Regions from separate parts of the Anas platyrhynchos genome. Here regions 2 and 3 are each linked to region 1. The links are chromatin contacts, called in public Hi-C maps. All regions are on one chromosome and are shown on one strand. The core of a region is the stretch at or near the end of the contact, and the rest is flanking DNA. Distances in the headings are between cores, read along the strand shown. Region 1 has its middle 45 kb from the start of PPP1CB. Region 2 overlaps TTC7A (tetratricopeptide repeat domain 7A). Region 3 overlaps TTC7A (tetratricopeptide repeat domain 7A).

Region 1 (4,949 bases), core at 1,196-3,695:
AAATAAACTTTTTTTTCTCCATTGTTCTTTGACCTCAGCAAAATGATATGGCTGCAGCTGGAAGCAGCACTTGTGTTACGGCCTATTATTTCATCCCCCGAATTTGTCATTGGTTTTAAGATCAGCTACATGCATATATGCTCATATGCAGCCATGGTAGGCTCTTCCATCATGTGTACCACCATTTAGGGGTAAATATCAAAGAGGAATAAGATGTTCCCCAAAGTTTATGACTTCTGAGCCTTATAGATGAGTGTCCCCAGCCCTTTCCGATATATTCTGTATATTATTGATCTGACTAACACTTGTACAGTTGCCTGCATGTTCAGTTCTGCAACCTGTTCCCAGGATTTCCCATAACTCAATGCCTGATTAGCTATTGTTTGTCTTTTTAAACACAGAATTTAAAAAGAAGCATAAACCTCAAGCCATTGGAGAGTTGTAGTTGTCCTTCTTTGAAGGAGTAGCGGCTCGTATAGGAAATGTGATCCCCAATTCAGGGAGGGTGCTAGGCCAGGAATCTTGTTAGCCAGGTGTGAGGATGTGGATATGTGCAGGTGGGGATTTATCTTTGGGTCACCCCTTGGCTATGCAGTATCTGTGTGTTGCAGCCTTGGCCATAGACTCAACTCCTCCTTAAATACAGCCGCTTGTAGAAGTACTGAAAAGACTTCTGGAGTGACATTACAAATGAGTAAAATGATCATCTTTGCAGAAGACTCATACTTGCTAAAATGTTTTGAGCACCCAATTCCTCTTGTTCTAATGGTAAGTACTCATCTAACATATCCAAATGGCATTGAGAATCTCAGCCTCTACGTATATGTACGTATTGTCTCTGTACGTGCGACTTATACATGCATTTTTTCACACACGCGTGTTTCTAAGATAAATTTTCCATGTTTTGGTAGTGCTCTCATCACTGTGATGTCTGTTTTATTTCATGGAGAAAAAAATCAAGTAGCTGCATCTTGTTTATTACCACTAAATATAACTTCTATTCTACAGCAAGTGCTTTTGTTTGCATGAACAGTGAACCAAGGGGAAAAAAACAAAAACAACCAACCAAACAAAAAACCACAATATATCTTAGCCAGCTTCAGTAATCTAGTCTTGGTAGTGTTTAAGTAGTGAAGGGAAAGAACACAGAAGAAAATGGATGGAAGTAAATGTTCAAGTTTTGCTATGTGAGTCTGTAACTCTTAAAGCTTTGTAACTTAAGGAGATTTTTAAGGAACAGGAAATACTGCAAAGAAGAGAACAGAAAGGAATTGCTCATATGGGGTCAACTTGCAAATAGACATCATTATTGCATCGTAACCAGCATCCATCCTTATCTATAACCAAAGTAATATTGCTGTCATGTTTTGAGTAGTGAATTCTACTGTAAGTTCTTGCGGCCAGGATTTTTTCTTTTTATCTGTATAAACCTCTTTACGTGAAGTTTTGTCTGGACAATGTAACTGCTGTGGAAGTTTGGTATGGTTTTGGTGCTGTGGTGACTGCGTAGTGCAAAAAAGGCACTACGTGTGTGTGTTAGTCCTATCTTGCTTGGTACTTCCTTCTCAGAAGTTTTATAAACATGTTACAGCAGAGGGCAGTAGGAACCTACCTCTGCTAGAAGTTGTTTTGTATCACAAGCATGTCAGTACGTGTTTTTCCCCTCCGCTCCTCGTCCCTGCTATGATGATATTCAAAGGCTAGATAAAGCTGATAGAGGGGAGTTACCACAGATGAGTGTGAGGTGTGTGCTCGTGGATACATTTCTAGCCATAGAACTGATTCTGTAGATTTGATATGTGCTCTGAGGGATTCGGGCCCAGGCTGATGGCTGTAACTGGGTAATTTCTACCTCCATTCAGAATCCTGTAGCAGCTGAAGGGAAACGATGTGCCGAACTGCATGGCTTACCCTGAAGCATGTTTCCCTGCTAGTTGCTGAAGTCTTTTAATCCATTACTCAAATACTTGCCTTTAATTTCCCTGTATAATATCTAGGGTCAAAAGCACATGCATTTAGAGAAGCAAAAGACGATGCTGCAAGGCATCTTCAGCTGGGAACCGCTCAGATCCATCAGGTGATGTCAGCAGTGCCAGGATTACCTCCGCGCTGTGCATCTCCTCTCCACTTGCTCTCAGCATCTTCGCTTGGGTTTGGCTGTCATTGCCTCCCGTCGGTTCAAATTAGTGTTCCAGTACTGAAAGCCACCTCAGTAGGTTTGGGGGTTTCCCTCCCGTCCTGTTTTCATTTCATGGTGGGGGATATGCGCGTACGCCCTCTTCTCTGGCTCCGTGGGCTTGTGTCTTGGCAGCGCACGCATGCATGGTCGTCTCTGAGCCTAGCGCCGGTTTGCAGCTGAGATCAGCAGCGGCTTTGGAACTTGCTCCCTCTCCTTCGACTGGAAGTAGCCTGGGTCTGCTGAGCTTCCAGAGAACATTGCACAGCTCAGCTTTCCCCCGCCCCCGGCTCCTCCAGGCGTGCGAGAGTGTGCGCGTGGGAAGGAGGGAGTTGTCATTGTGAAGAATTGTTCAGAAGTGGGGGATTTACTCACTTCCTGGTTTGCTGGTGAGGATCTGTCTTATGCTTTGCTACACCTAGGATGTATTTTTTTCAACTTTTGTTTCTGATAACTGTAGTATGTGTACAGATGGACTTACTGAAAAATACCACCAATGGCATGGACTGCATAGGGGTGCTATGGAAATGGCTGTCTATAGAAATTCTTAGCTCTTGCAGTTACTCACATTTGTTAAACTGAGATGCTACTGGGTAGGCTGGTTTATTTTTTTGCCCTTTTCCTTCCTTTGCTTGTGTTATACTTGTAAAATAATCTTTGAATCTGGGACCCACATACCAGAATGATCCGCAAAGTGGGTTGCTTCTGAGACCAAACCCAGTCCCATCTGCAAAAGGATAAAGGCGCAGGCTCCTCTTTGTATGGTTGCTCAGAGCTATTCAAGGATGGAAAATGTGAGAAGTAAGAGGTGAGCTGCAGCTTCCAAAAAAAAAAAAAAAAAAACAAAATCCAGCCAACCATGTATCTTGTTCTGGTGTTCTTCTTTCCCTGTTACTGAGATCAGGCGCACACCAGATGAAGTCCCATTTTGGGTAGATGACTGTCTTGTGAGAAGAGCACCAAGAGAGGAGTCAGGGAAATTAATTATTAAAGGCTTCTACTTTGATAATGCCTGTAGCTTGTCGTGTAGCATTGTCATTAGTCTAGCACTGCATAATTGCCACTCTATGTTCAGCAGACCCCTTTGTGCCATGCTATTCTGCCACAGGGGCACCAGGGCACACTTGAAGGCCTGTCTGCCTGCTTCTCTGAGAGTTGTGCCAAGGACACCCTAATACAGGGGCTGTGCACAGAATATGCACCTCTCTAGTCTGTTTTCAAAGCTAAACATCTCTACAAAATTCCTTTTAGAAACCAGTTTCAGTGTGCATAGCTATAAAGATTAACCATAAAGATTATCCATAGTTTAACCAAACTAGGCTAAAGAAAGCCCCCAAACTGACCACTTGACCAACTAGTGACGTGATTGCAAAATAGGAAGTAACTTAGTGATTGTTCCCTTAAAACATAAACATGTGGACAGACAAGTGTGTACTGAAGATATATTTAAGCCCAGATTTCATACTTGGACCTGAGGCAACAGCAAATGGCATAGTACAGACATGTACAGTTTTAAGAATTCCTTAAAAATGCTTTGTTTGGTATGTTATCGCTGTTTCACCATGAAATGTGAAGAATGCAAGTTGAAACGAACCTCTGTTCTCAGCCCAGCCTGTTGGGCAGATGGGTATCAAAAAGCTATTTTCTTCTTTGGGGCATCAGAAAACTGAATGATTCATCCTGTAAAACGTACTGGGGCTGTGAAGACAAAAAACACAGATGATTAAAGGGAATTTTTGCATTTAAATCTGGACATGCTGCTTTGTCAATGTAGGTATTTTTGTGTGTTGAATATTTGAACTGGCTCTGGTTCTTGTTTTTAGGGGAGACAAGAATCACTAAGGCTGTGGGGGAGAAGCTAAACCGCATAACTCTCATCTAATTCAGAGCACTGCATATGCTGTGTGGTACCCAGTAAGGTAATTCTTCTCTCATGAAGTCATGGTGCAGTGGTACCTTGCTTACCATGTTCAAGTAAATGCCACTTACTAGCAGAAAACAGTGAAAATAATCAGCTGCTCAAAGGGCAAGAGCAAAATTACTGAAGAAAGAATTGAAATTTTTTTAGGCACACAGGCTTGGTGCTGCAAGTTGCTGATTGAGTGAAATGGACGCGTTTCATGTGAGCGGATGCTTTTTTTTTTTTAAATTTAAAGGAAAGCTTTTGAAGCTTTTTTTTAATTTGACAAGCCGAAAGCATTTCATTCCAATTATAATTGAACATGTTTTCATACAATGTAAGTCTTAACAAAACACTTCGAAAGGTAATATCAGTATTTTGTTTTGTCTTTGTGTTTTAATTGTAAAGCAAATTGAGTGTTTTCTTCTAGAGAGGGCTGAAAGTCTATTTTGAAGTGACTGCTACTTGAAGTTGGTCAATATCTTACGCAGGTGTGAGGTTAGCACCCTGCATAGTTTGGAGGGATTGGACTGCAGGAGCAAGAATATAGAAAAAATATATATATTCACCCTGAGGTGTCACCCTGCACAGCCTGCCTAGTCTAACCTTGCTCAGATGTTTAACAGATAGGTGCTTTAATGTGCTTAACTGACGCTGATTTGGAACCAGAAGCTTGTTGGAAATGTTGAAAATCCTAGCATTGGGTCTTGGGACTCCATTATCATTGGAATCCCCCATATTATGGAAGTCCTGACTTTTGATAAGTTCTTATTGATACGGAAATTTGAGGAAAGAATCAAGAAGGATTCAAGAAGTATGGGACTGATCCAAACGGGGGGAAAAACTTAACAGTGGAGCACCCCACAGTTGAGG
Region 2 (4,949 bases), core at 973-3,472, 250 kb after region 1:
GGGCCACTGGGAAAGGACCTCCTTTCCTAGGACCTATCCCCCATCAGCCTGGGAGATCAAAGGCCTATTTCCTACTTGGACAAGCTGAAACCAACAACATTTCTTTGAGCCTCTGGATATTGGGTGGAGAGATTCATTACATACAGGAAAAACCTTCTCCCCTCACCCAACCCCCCTTCCTTAATACATCCCAATGCTGCTTATGCCCTCTCGTGGCAGAAAATGCACACTAACACAAGCAGAAGGTACAGAAACAATCTGGGGATTCCTGTTTGTCTTATTTTCCCATTGGCCCTTTAATTTCACTGGATCTTGCCTCTGATTTGCACTGACGAAGTGCAAAGCAAATGGAGCTTTGTTCCTGCCACAGCCAAACCAGCTCCAAGGCTGTTCTTCCATCAGGAGACAGCCACAGAGAACATTTCGCTGCTCGTGCAGCAATTCAGCTTATAATCAAAGCAGTTCTTGATTCACACACATATTTTGTTTCCAAATTGTTTTCTAGAAGTTTTTTTTTTTTTAAAGGCTATCATTAAAATAACGTGGGAAGGGAGCAAGTAGGGCTCCCAGTAACAGCTGAAACAACCCACTGGATATACTGAACTGATGAATACTGAATTTAAAATGCTGCTGAATAAAAGGAACACGAGTGAGTTCGTTATTCAAAAGGTGCCTAGAGGACATCAGTGCCATATGTTCTAAATGAGATTTTATTTTATTACATAGTTAATGAGCTTACTGGCAAGACCTGAGCTTTTGTTCGCCACCAAACCAGTAAAGGACTAATAAAGCCTACTCTTTGTGCTACAGCTGGACAACCACCACCTCACATGGGAAAACCACGTACCTCTCCCAGATTACTGAGATGATGCTAAGACTATGCCTTATACTTATAACCTCGTACTTCTTTACACATAGACTCATACTCAGTTGACTACACGGGTCATTCCATGACATCTGGGCTTGTGAATAAAGCCTTTGGGTTAAACAAGACTTACCTGAAGGCACCTACCATGGACATGCTTGCAAGTACAACTTCACTGTACATGCAGGTTTTTAACCCTGACTTCACATGAAACAATGTAGAACACCAAGGATACTCATAGTATAGGATATTCATATCACAGCTGCATTTAAATAGTTACTGGGGGAAAAAATGTAAGAAAAACCTGAACAGAAACTGTCCTTCCTCAAACAGAGAGGAGAGGTATCTTTTTTTTTTTCTACAGAAGAATCGAAGCTGTTTTTTTGTTTTGTTTTTTTTTTTTTTTTTTTTTTTTTTTTTTTTTTTTTTTTTTTTGCTATTTCCCTCCCTAGTTTTCTTTCTCTTCCTTCTTCACATATTTTTTATTTTCCTCTTCCTTCTCCATTCCACTCTTCCTTCAGAGTGAAGAAAAGGAGATAAAATTTCTTTAGGAGTGAAGGTAAAAAAAAAAAACAAAAAAACACAACCAAGATGAAATACTTTGAAAAGGTGGTTTGCTTAAGGAAGTTTAAAGAAGTTTGACCAGTGATACTACACAGAGCAGTGAGAAATTCAGTATGTGATTCCTTAAAAACAAATGTGATAATATGCTACAAACACAGGAGCAGGGAAGGAAGAACTCTTACAAGTGTTGTTTACAAGTGGTGAACAGATTGTCCCCACATGGCAATCCTCCCATCAAGTAAATGGAGTTTGAAGATACTGCCTATTTTAGGGGTCACCATGCCCTCTTCTACAGCTTTGGAGGGTGGGCACTGTCTCTGGTAAAACCACACAGAATTGGGGTTTTGATCAGGACATTAAGACCTTAAAAAAATAAAAAGAAACAACCCTTAAGACTTGACTGAGCTCTAAACCAGGTCTTGTGGCTGAGCATCTAAAAAAAACTCAGCAGTGTTTAAATTCCACTCACTCTCTATGGTCAGACTCCCCTCATCTCCACAGGGAGCAAAGCTGAGTCAAGACAACAAAACTGTTCTACTCCACCCTACTTGTGGGTCCGGAAAACTGAGAATTAGGATAGGGTGTGGGGAAGGGAGACCACAAAGAAAACCTGAAGCGAGCCAGCAGCAGAAAAAAAAAGTCACAACAGAACATATGAAGAAAGAAGCTTTCATCTGTTCTGAGACAAAACATGCAGTACTATCTATTTTTATTAACATCTGCATCCACCTACCCCTTCTTTAAATGAGTCACGTAGGCACTCTGTAGAGCTGCTTCCAGGAAGTAGGACAGTTCAAACTCAGAGTACGTCATGTTGCTGCCCTTTATACTCCTTGAATGTGTGCTGTTTAAGGTCTGCAAGGAAAGAAACCAGTGGGATTACAGACAACTCTTTGAACGAGCCATTTCCTCATGAGCCAGAGATATTGCCAGTAACAAAATGTTACTGTCTTCAACCTTCAGATTCCTCCTCAGAGGACTTGAAATCTTACTTTCATCAGCTATTCAAAAAACCTTCCGAAGTCAACTTTAAAATGAACTATACAGTGACTTCCATGAAACATCCCGTGTGCAATGTGAGTTTTGAAGCACCACCCCTTACTACTTTACACTTTTAATAAAGTGGAAAGCTACACATTAATATCGAGGGCTTCAGAAATATTACTCCAACCACACAGATCCAGCAGCTTGCACAGAAATATAAACACAATGTTTAAGTGAGTATATCCAGCTTAATATAATGTAAATATTTGTAAGAGTTAGTAAACTCTAAGGAGTATCAATGGAAGAATTTTAGTCTTTGCTCTTCTAGCCTTACCAAACCCCTCTTGCTTTGGCTTCCTTAGAAACTGTCTCTTCCAGTAGGGCTAACAAACAGCTTTCATTGCTGTAAGCTGCACTATGTAGACGCTCCAAAACAGGAATGAAAAGGACCTATGGACTTTGAGTATATGAATCCTGCATCCCTCTGAGTCCAGAAGATGAATGAATTGATATTCAAACTCTTTTTCTTCTTGGCATACACAAATTGTCAGTAAAAACATTTACAGTGCCCAGTACTGGCAGGAACTGGTCCTTCTGCAAGGAGAGGGCAGTACTTAATTTTAAATATAAAGACAAGTAGCTTTTTCCTTACAAAAAACAGACCAAATAAATTGTTATCTGGCTTTCCTCATGGATTTTTGTGTGCGTCCCAAGCTTATTTTTCTTGTTTTAATGCAATTTAAAATAAAATCTGGAACAAACACACCGTTGCCACTGAGAAGAGCAGAAATATCAGGTCAGAGGGTAAAAGGCAGTTAAGTTACAGAACAATAGGCAACATTCATTGCCTCAGTGATGCTCGTGTCAAGCATAATGCGTGGCAGAGGACAGGGTGTGAAAACTTACGGTGTGCCCCTGCTAAATGCAAGCAGGCAAAGCAGCAGATACAGAGATCTCTAAGCATGTGCCCAGTAAATCAGTGGCATGGATTACAGCTCAGTGCAGAGCTCACAGTACCCAGCATCCTAGCCAACCACTGACTAAGCAGTTAATTGATACTGATCCAGGTTCCTCCAGTTTCACCTGGAAAAGGCGAAGCACGAGCAATTAAACTGCTATCGTCGACCCAAAAGGTTACTTTGAGCTCATGAGGGATCTCGATATCCAGTGCTGTGTATCACTTACATTGCAGATACGTAAAACATCTCGGGTTCCTTCATGGTGGTGCTTGCTATGCAAAGCCTGTCATCCCTCCTTAGTAAGAGCTAAACTTGAGATAAAGACTCAAGCATATCTGAAGTATTCAAAGCTTTACCGCAGGCAAAACTGGTTTCCACACGTCATGCTCAGAAGAAACTGGCAGAGACCAGATAAACAGCTGTTTTGCAACTGCTTATACTGAAAAACTCAGCCCACAGAAATGCTAAGGCACTTCATTCTTTCAGGCTTGTTCTCATGTTCCTCGTCTATCACTTGACCTTTCCGCCACCAGTTCTGCTGTCAAAATCCCTCTATGTCCCACCCAGGTCACCAGGTAACACCCTGAGCACACTTCTTACCTTTTCAAGCTCCTGCAAGTACACTTGGGCAACGACACACGCAGTCTCGAAACAAGCCATGACCTCCTCCTCCCTCTCACACAGGCGAGCGCGTGAGGCGATTGAGTTGGTCGAGCGCTCCAGCGACAGACCTGCAAAATAGCAGCACCTTCCTGAACTGCAGCCCCCAACAGCAGCAGAGCCATGCTATACTTTTGTTTACCAGCTGATAGGAAGGCTTTTCCATAGGTAGGCTTCTCCCTAGTTTTAGGGACTTTTAGGAAAAGACACCAAGAAAATAAAATTCCTACACATGCAAGGCATTTTTTGTCATGCTGCTCTAAGCTATGGTACCACTGCATGCTTCTACGGTGCCTTTCAAAGATTTTATGAAGAAAGGACATACAGTCCCCCTGGCAGGGACAAGCAAACAGAGAAATTATGGCCTGTATTTCCAAAAATGGCTATAGATTTTGGGTGCTTCAACACAAGTGCTATTTCAGAAACACCCTGGCACTGGATTTGAGGGTTTCTAAGTGTCCACTATTCCAAGTGAAGCCTTCAATGGCAGCAGTTTTGAGGAACAAACTTGGAAAAAGATAAAACGGAGTTGGAAAATCTGAAGCCTCTTGTGGAAAGTCTAAGCACATGCAGATTGCACACGGACACACAGCAAGCTCTTGACAAGACATAAGAGACTCTTCAACTACACGATCACCCTCCTTTCCAAAGAAAAAAGTAATTGTTTTTTGTACTACTCAAACTGTTCCTTGTGTCACCAACCAACCCCTCTCATAAATATACATCATGTTAATTGGAGACCCACAGCTAATGCCCCTACAGCAGAACTCTTTATTATTTGATCTTTGTCTAGCATCCTACTACTATATCCTCTATATATCTAGGTCTACTTGGAGAGGCTGCTTATCTGCACACTTTTTACTTTGATCTACATAGATTCTCATATACTTATGCCACAGCGCATCTCCACAACACAT
Region 3 (4,949 bases), core at 1,129-3,628, 220 kb after region 1:
AGGATTTGCAAAGGCAGGGAGGGCAGCTACGTGCTAACTCCAGCTGAATGCCAAGGGGAGCTGGGCCCGATTTCCAAAGCCCTCACCTGACATAGGCCAGCGCGAGGTATTAGCACCAAGGCAACAGGCTCACTGTTCAAGTATTCTTCCAGCTGCTTCGGGTTTCCCTACACATAACTGAGAGTCCAGCCATTGTTTTCATATCTGGAATTGGATTTTGAAATGCTTGTACTGAACTCCTACAGGAATCTGTCAGCCTCCCTCCCATTAAACATTTCCCTCCAGCCCCCCACTGTTCTTTTATCTAATATACTTTATCAGAGTTTTGATGTCTCCTTCTGCTTATAACAGCCCGAGCTGATTTATGAGATAACTGTGGAATCCCAGTACAGAGTCAGAGCTTGCTGGGTCCCACCGAGTCCAGCTCCAGTACCTTACAACGTGGTCATGGCTGACTGGTATTTGTCTGTGGTGTTCCACAGATCCCCAGTGACGCAAGCTCTACACGAATCTCCACAGGCAGTCTTCTTCTAGCATACTGATATCCTTTTTTTTTTTTTTTTGCCTCCTAATTGGAAACATAAACTTGGGTTGCTGCAACTGGAAGACATTATGTCTTGTCCTACCCACCACAGACAAGAGGAAACCCTTCTTCTTTGCAACAGCTCGTGAACATTTCTTTCTCTTCAAACCCCATTCCCAACCTTTATGGGAACTTCTTTTTTTCCTGGTCTTTCCGGAGCCCTATTTACTATGCCCTTAACCATCCTTGATGATCTTTACTAGACTGTCTTGTTGGTCTGCTATTTTCTTAACATGTATCACCCAAAAACAGTCTTCTGTATAAGGCTTTGTGCTCATAAAAATAAAGGAACACCTTCAGACATCATCTGAGCTTTACTGCCACTTATACCCCACAGGAGGGCAACTTCTTTACAAAAGCTTAACACTGCTTATTCATCTCGAGGTTTCACCCCAAAGCCAGTTTCCAGTTCAAGTTATAGCCATAAAAGGCCAATAGTGGTCATCATTTAACTGATGATAAATGGTTGGTGATCTCTGTCTAATTTTACTCAGACCCCCTACACTCCACGGTCACAGAATATAGGACCATGCTGTAGGCAGTCTGCTACAGCTTTAATCTGCTCACAGCTCCTAAAAGATGTAGGTGGGGATCCCCACCATGAACAAGCTAAATTTATCATCTACTTTTCCTGCGGGAAGTCTCCTCTTTTAAGCCTAATAAAGAAAAGCTCAGCTATCTTTTGCAACTAGACTTCAGGCATCTCAGTGGTCTACTGAGAACTTTCACAAACACTGTATTAATTTTAAAAAATGGTGTTAAAACACAACCGCATGCATTCACATATCCTTTGTTTTTCTACATTATCTGCTGTACCAAGATTAAAGCACTTCAAAAATACAAATCTTCACAAGCTGTCTATGAAAAAGCACAAACATTTCCTTGGATCAGATGGAGAATCACAGCTTAGAGAGAGGTTAAGTCAACTGCCCAAAGACACAGAATTGCTGACAGTTTGGGACATCAGTATCTTTCTTATGCTACACATATTTATGTTGAATCTGCATAGTATGGACAGCTAGATAACACTTTTCAATCCACAGCCATACACAAAATATGTTTTCTCCTTAATAATGAAGAGCAAGCACTACATGGCAAGATAAGTACACAATACCTCATCATGAAGAACAATCAAATGTGAGCACTGTCCTTCTACATAAGTTGTCTGGTGGGACCTACCACCACAAAACACGTCTGCACACACTGAAAATGGTAAGCGAGACACATTCTGCCAGAGGAAAGTGTGCCCTTTCAGAGTCCTTTAGTTTGAACTTTACCTTTCCACAAGCCACCATGGACAGGGCAAGCTGGTACCAAAGGTGAAATTCATCAAATGCAAACTTCATGGCTCTCTCCAAGCACTGCAAAATAAACATCGGAAGAAATGTCAGGAATTGTTTTTGATATCCTTTGTCAATACTGCTGTTTGGCATGGCTCAGTAAGCAAATTAGGGCAGATGCCTTGTTGTGGAGCAAATATGTGTTTTTTTTTTAAATGACAATTTTCTTCCTCTTAGTTAATGGGGCCTGCTACCATACGATACCACTTTAAATTAGGGCTGCTTTATTCAAGAGCCTACATATGAATTAGCTTAAAGTCTCAAACAGTTCTGACCTGTGCTGCCACAGGCCTGTAGCTGTTTCTACTAATTGCTAGCTAGCGTGCTTCACCTCCCTGACCAACAGCCAACAGTTACTGAAAGGCAGGTTTTGTTTGCACATTTCAGATGGAAGTCGAGCCAGAAGACAGAGGTACCTCAGAAAGCATGACATACTGCCCTCTTCTGCCCAGTGTGATGCTGAGAAGGTCGTAGACTGCAGAAGCATCCCGGAGGCTGACAGCCCGGTCATCCTGCTGGTCAGGGGCACGGCTGATCACTGCGTCCCGGTTTGCCTGGGGACAGACACAAACATAGCATCAGACCTCAGCAGAGCAAGGAAACAAAACAAGACAACACAACTCCTCCACAGGAAGCTCTACCCATCACCCATGGTACATTGTTTATAATTGTCTCAAGATTTTATTTATTTTGTTTTTGTTGTTTTGTTTTTTAAATTAAAAATATTCCCAGGTCAGCAAGGTGTTTCCATACAGAAGTAGACTACTTTTTTTTTATCCACAGAAAGCAAACTCAAGAAGACAGCTGTACGTACAGAACAGACCTGCTGGGAATACTTCATCTGGATTTTTTTTTCAGAATCAGAACATTAGGGAACTGACCTAACAGATCAGATTCCCCAAGACGTCAAAATACAAACTATCCTTAATCCATGTTCTTTATTACTTCAATTAGCTGCAACTGTGATAAAATAACAACCATGGAAGCAGCTGTCCTCTGTGCCTGCAACTGTTTTCTTCTCAATACCGTACGTTTCTCTTATTCTTTTCTGCTACTCACTTTTTATTTTTTAATTTGAGCAGGTTGCCTGAGTAATCATATTTGCCATCAATTTAATGCAATTAGAAGCCTGGGCAATGCAATACCAAATAATTATTTGGAAAATATCTTATTTTGTAAGTATTAATTTTGCATAATCTATCAGTTCATTGCTCAGCTTAGATACATTTAAAAGAAACATTACTTTTGACAGAAAATGATCAGTCTAGCAGCTTGCTAGGATGTTGCAAAATACCACATCCCACAGACTGAGATTTACCTCAAGATCCCAGCCTCTGTTTTCTGAGGACAAAGAGGGAAATCTTGAACCCAGAATGAAAAGAAAATTCCCTCTGGTTTCTGAACACGACTGCCTAACCTCTGAGAAAGGCAATACTGTATGCTGCTGAGCACAGCGGCATACACTGATCACAGATACACCGCCCTGGGCTCCTCAGCTGGACGAGGTGCAATGTAGGACATTCAGGTCTGACATCTAAGAGATCAGAAAAATTAGGAGACTGCAAACAGTTTCACCTGGGGCAAAAACAAACAAGATGTTTTCTCTCTAAAGCAGGGACGCTACGAAATTTATTTTATAATACTCACTACTATAATCTTCCATCTATTTCTTTTTAATTGCAGGGAGCTTTTTTTCCTAAAAAGGTTAAACACTGGAATTAAGTGTAATAAAAATTTCCAGAATATGCAGCTCTACAGCCCACGCATATTTCAGGATGATTAAGCTGCAACTGTTTCATCATGATATTATCTGTGCAATACCCAGTTCCAAGCATTCTTCATCACAGCTGAGACAGCAAACACAATTACTGCCAACCAACCCAATCACAACCAAGAGCTAATGGCAAACGCAGCTAAAGGCAAGCTGACAGGGCAGACTCAGTCTAGTGTTTGGATTGCGTACAAAAATTTACACCACCTCTTGGAGCAAGGGAAGTGGTTTCTTTTTTTATGTAAATACAGAAGACATCATTTGTGATTTAAAAAGATAGCCCACACAATACATTGTATCAGAGAATAAGGGTGAGAAAATAAGAAATTCCTGCAAGCAGAGCACAGAAGCATGGCTTATCTGTCTTTATTAGCAAAACAAAGTAAATATAAATGGAAAAGAAAGTGTTCAAGTTCTGTTTGGATTTAACCCAAAACTACTTCAAAAGAAAAACAAAATTGCTGTAAAAAAGAAAAAAAAAAGAACATATACAGTATGATTCTGAGATTACTATTTTAAAAAGAAAGTTAAAGCAGTTCCAGAATGATCCTTACTGCCAGGTGAATACTCCTAGATATATACAGTAGCAATAGCAGATTTTTCCATGAGTTATATTAGAGCAATTGTTTGCAGAAAGTAGCTAATGAGATACCACCTGCGTGCTCTGTAGTCTGATCAGCCTCCCATTACAGCCACCTATAGCCTGATGCTGTTTTTGGGTATCCATCTAGCACTGAGCTATGGCTTTTAAATTGCTGCATTAACACAGAGAAAATTAATCAGAACTAGAGAGTGCCCATTAATGTCTCCTAACAGATGTTGGTACTAGATGCAACAACATGCCCAAATTCTGCAATAAACAGGAACGAGACATTACATGTGAGAACTGCAGTCACACTGAACACGTTGTACTTATCGCACTTCACCTAGGCAGAGAGCAGTTACAACCAACATATGCACAGGCATGACTAATATTCCTTCCAAGGTCATAAACTTGCTTATTTAACTCAATCCTTTAAATCTCAAAGCCACGGAAGGTCTTTGCAATCCATCACTCTCTGCTTCCACACATGGAAGTTGCCGCTGAGCAAATACATCAAGTCACTTCTACCCCGACAGCGTGGTTTATGGTTATGTAATTACTGGCCCTATTTCCAATTGCTAATGCCAGTCGCTCAAAAATCAAGGAGCCCTCATATTGCTACAGTGCCATAAAAAAAAAAAAGACAAGATGATGCAAATCTCATAACAAACA

What was found. Hi-C and Micro-C count contacts between places; a contact is called where the count stands out from the background.
Region 2: a contact with region 1 is called in a Hi-C map of subcutaneous adipose tissue, with 4 times the contacts expected there. The contact joins two enhancer-like sites. A contact is called at or near these places in 2 of 8 Hi-C or Micro-C datasets (liver and subcutaneous adipose tissue).
Region 3: a contact with region 1 is called in a Hi-C map of subcutaneous adipose tissue, with 4 times the contacts expected there. The contact joins two enhancer-like sites. A contact is called at or near these places in 3 of 8 Hi-C or Micro-C datasets (skeletal muscle and subcutaneous adipose tissue).

The regions. Positions count from the first base shown.
Region 1 is chr3:38,700,461-38,705,409 of IASCAAS_PekinDuck_T2T, forward strand. No RefSeq gene overlaps it. Among named protein-coding and RNA genes, the nearest start is that of PPP1CB, 45 kb to the left of the region's middle. Within about 2 kb of position 2,446, at least 2 of the 8 cell types and tissues checked have an H3K27ac peak or open chromatin away from gene starts, as enhancers often do. A contact at or near this core is called in subcutaneous adipose tissue, where this site is marked.
Region 2 is chr3:38,945,954-38,950,902 of IASCAAS_PekinDuck_T2T, forward strand. It overlaps TTC7A (tetratricopeptide repeat domain 7A), which reads right to left. Exons shown (of 20, transcript XM_027454067.3): 4 at 3,973-4,103; 5 at 2,163-2,284. Among named protein-coding and RNA genes, the nearest start is that of TTC7A, 20 kb to the right of the region's middle. Within about 2 kb of position 2,223, at least 3 of the 8 cell types and tissues checked have an H3K27ac peak or open chromatin away from gene starts, as enhancers often do. A contact at or near this core is called in subcutaneous adipose tissue, where this site is marked.
Region 3 is chr3:38,924,568-38,929,516 of IASCAAS_PekinDuck_T2T, forward strand. TTC7A (tetratricopeptide repeat domain 7A) reads right to left here. Exons shown (of 20, transcript XM_027454067.3): 9 at 2,340-2,477; 10 at 1,861-1,944. Among named protein-coding and RNA genes, the nearest start is that of TTC7A, 42 kb to the right of the region's middle. Within about 2 kb of position 2,379, at least 1 of the 8 cell types and tissues checked has an H3K27ac peak or open chromatin away from gene starts, as enhancers often do. A contact at or near this core is called in subcutaneous adipose tissue, where this site is marked.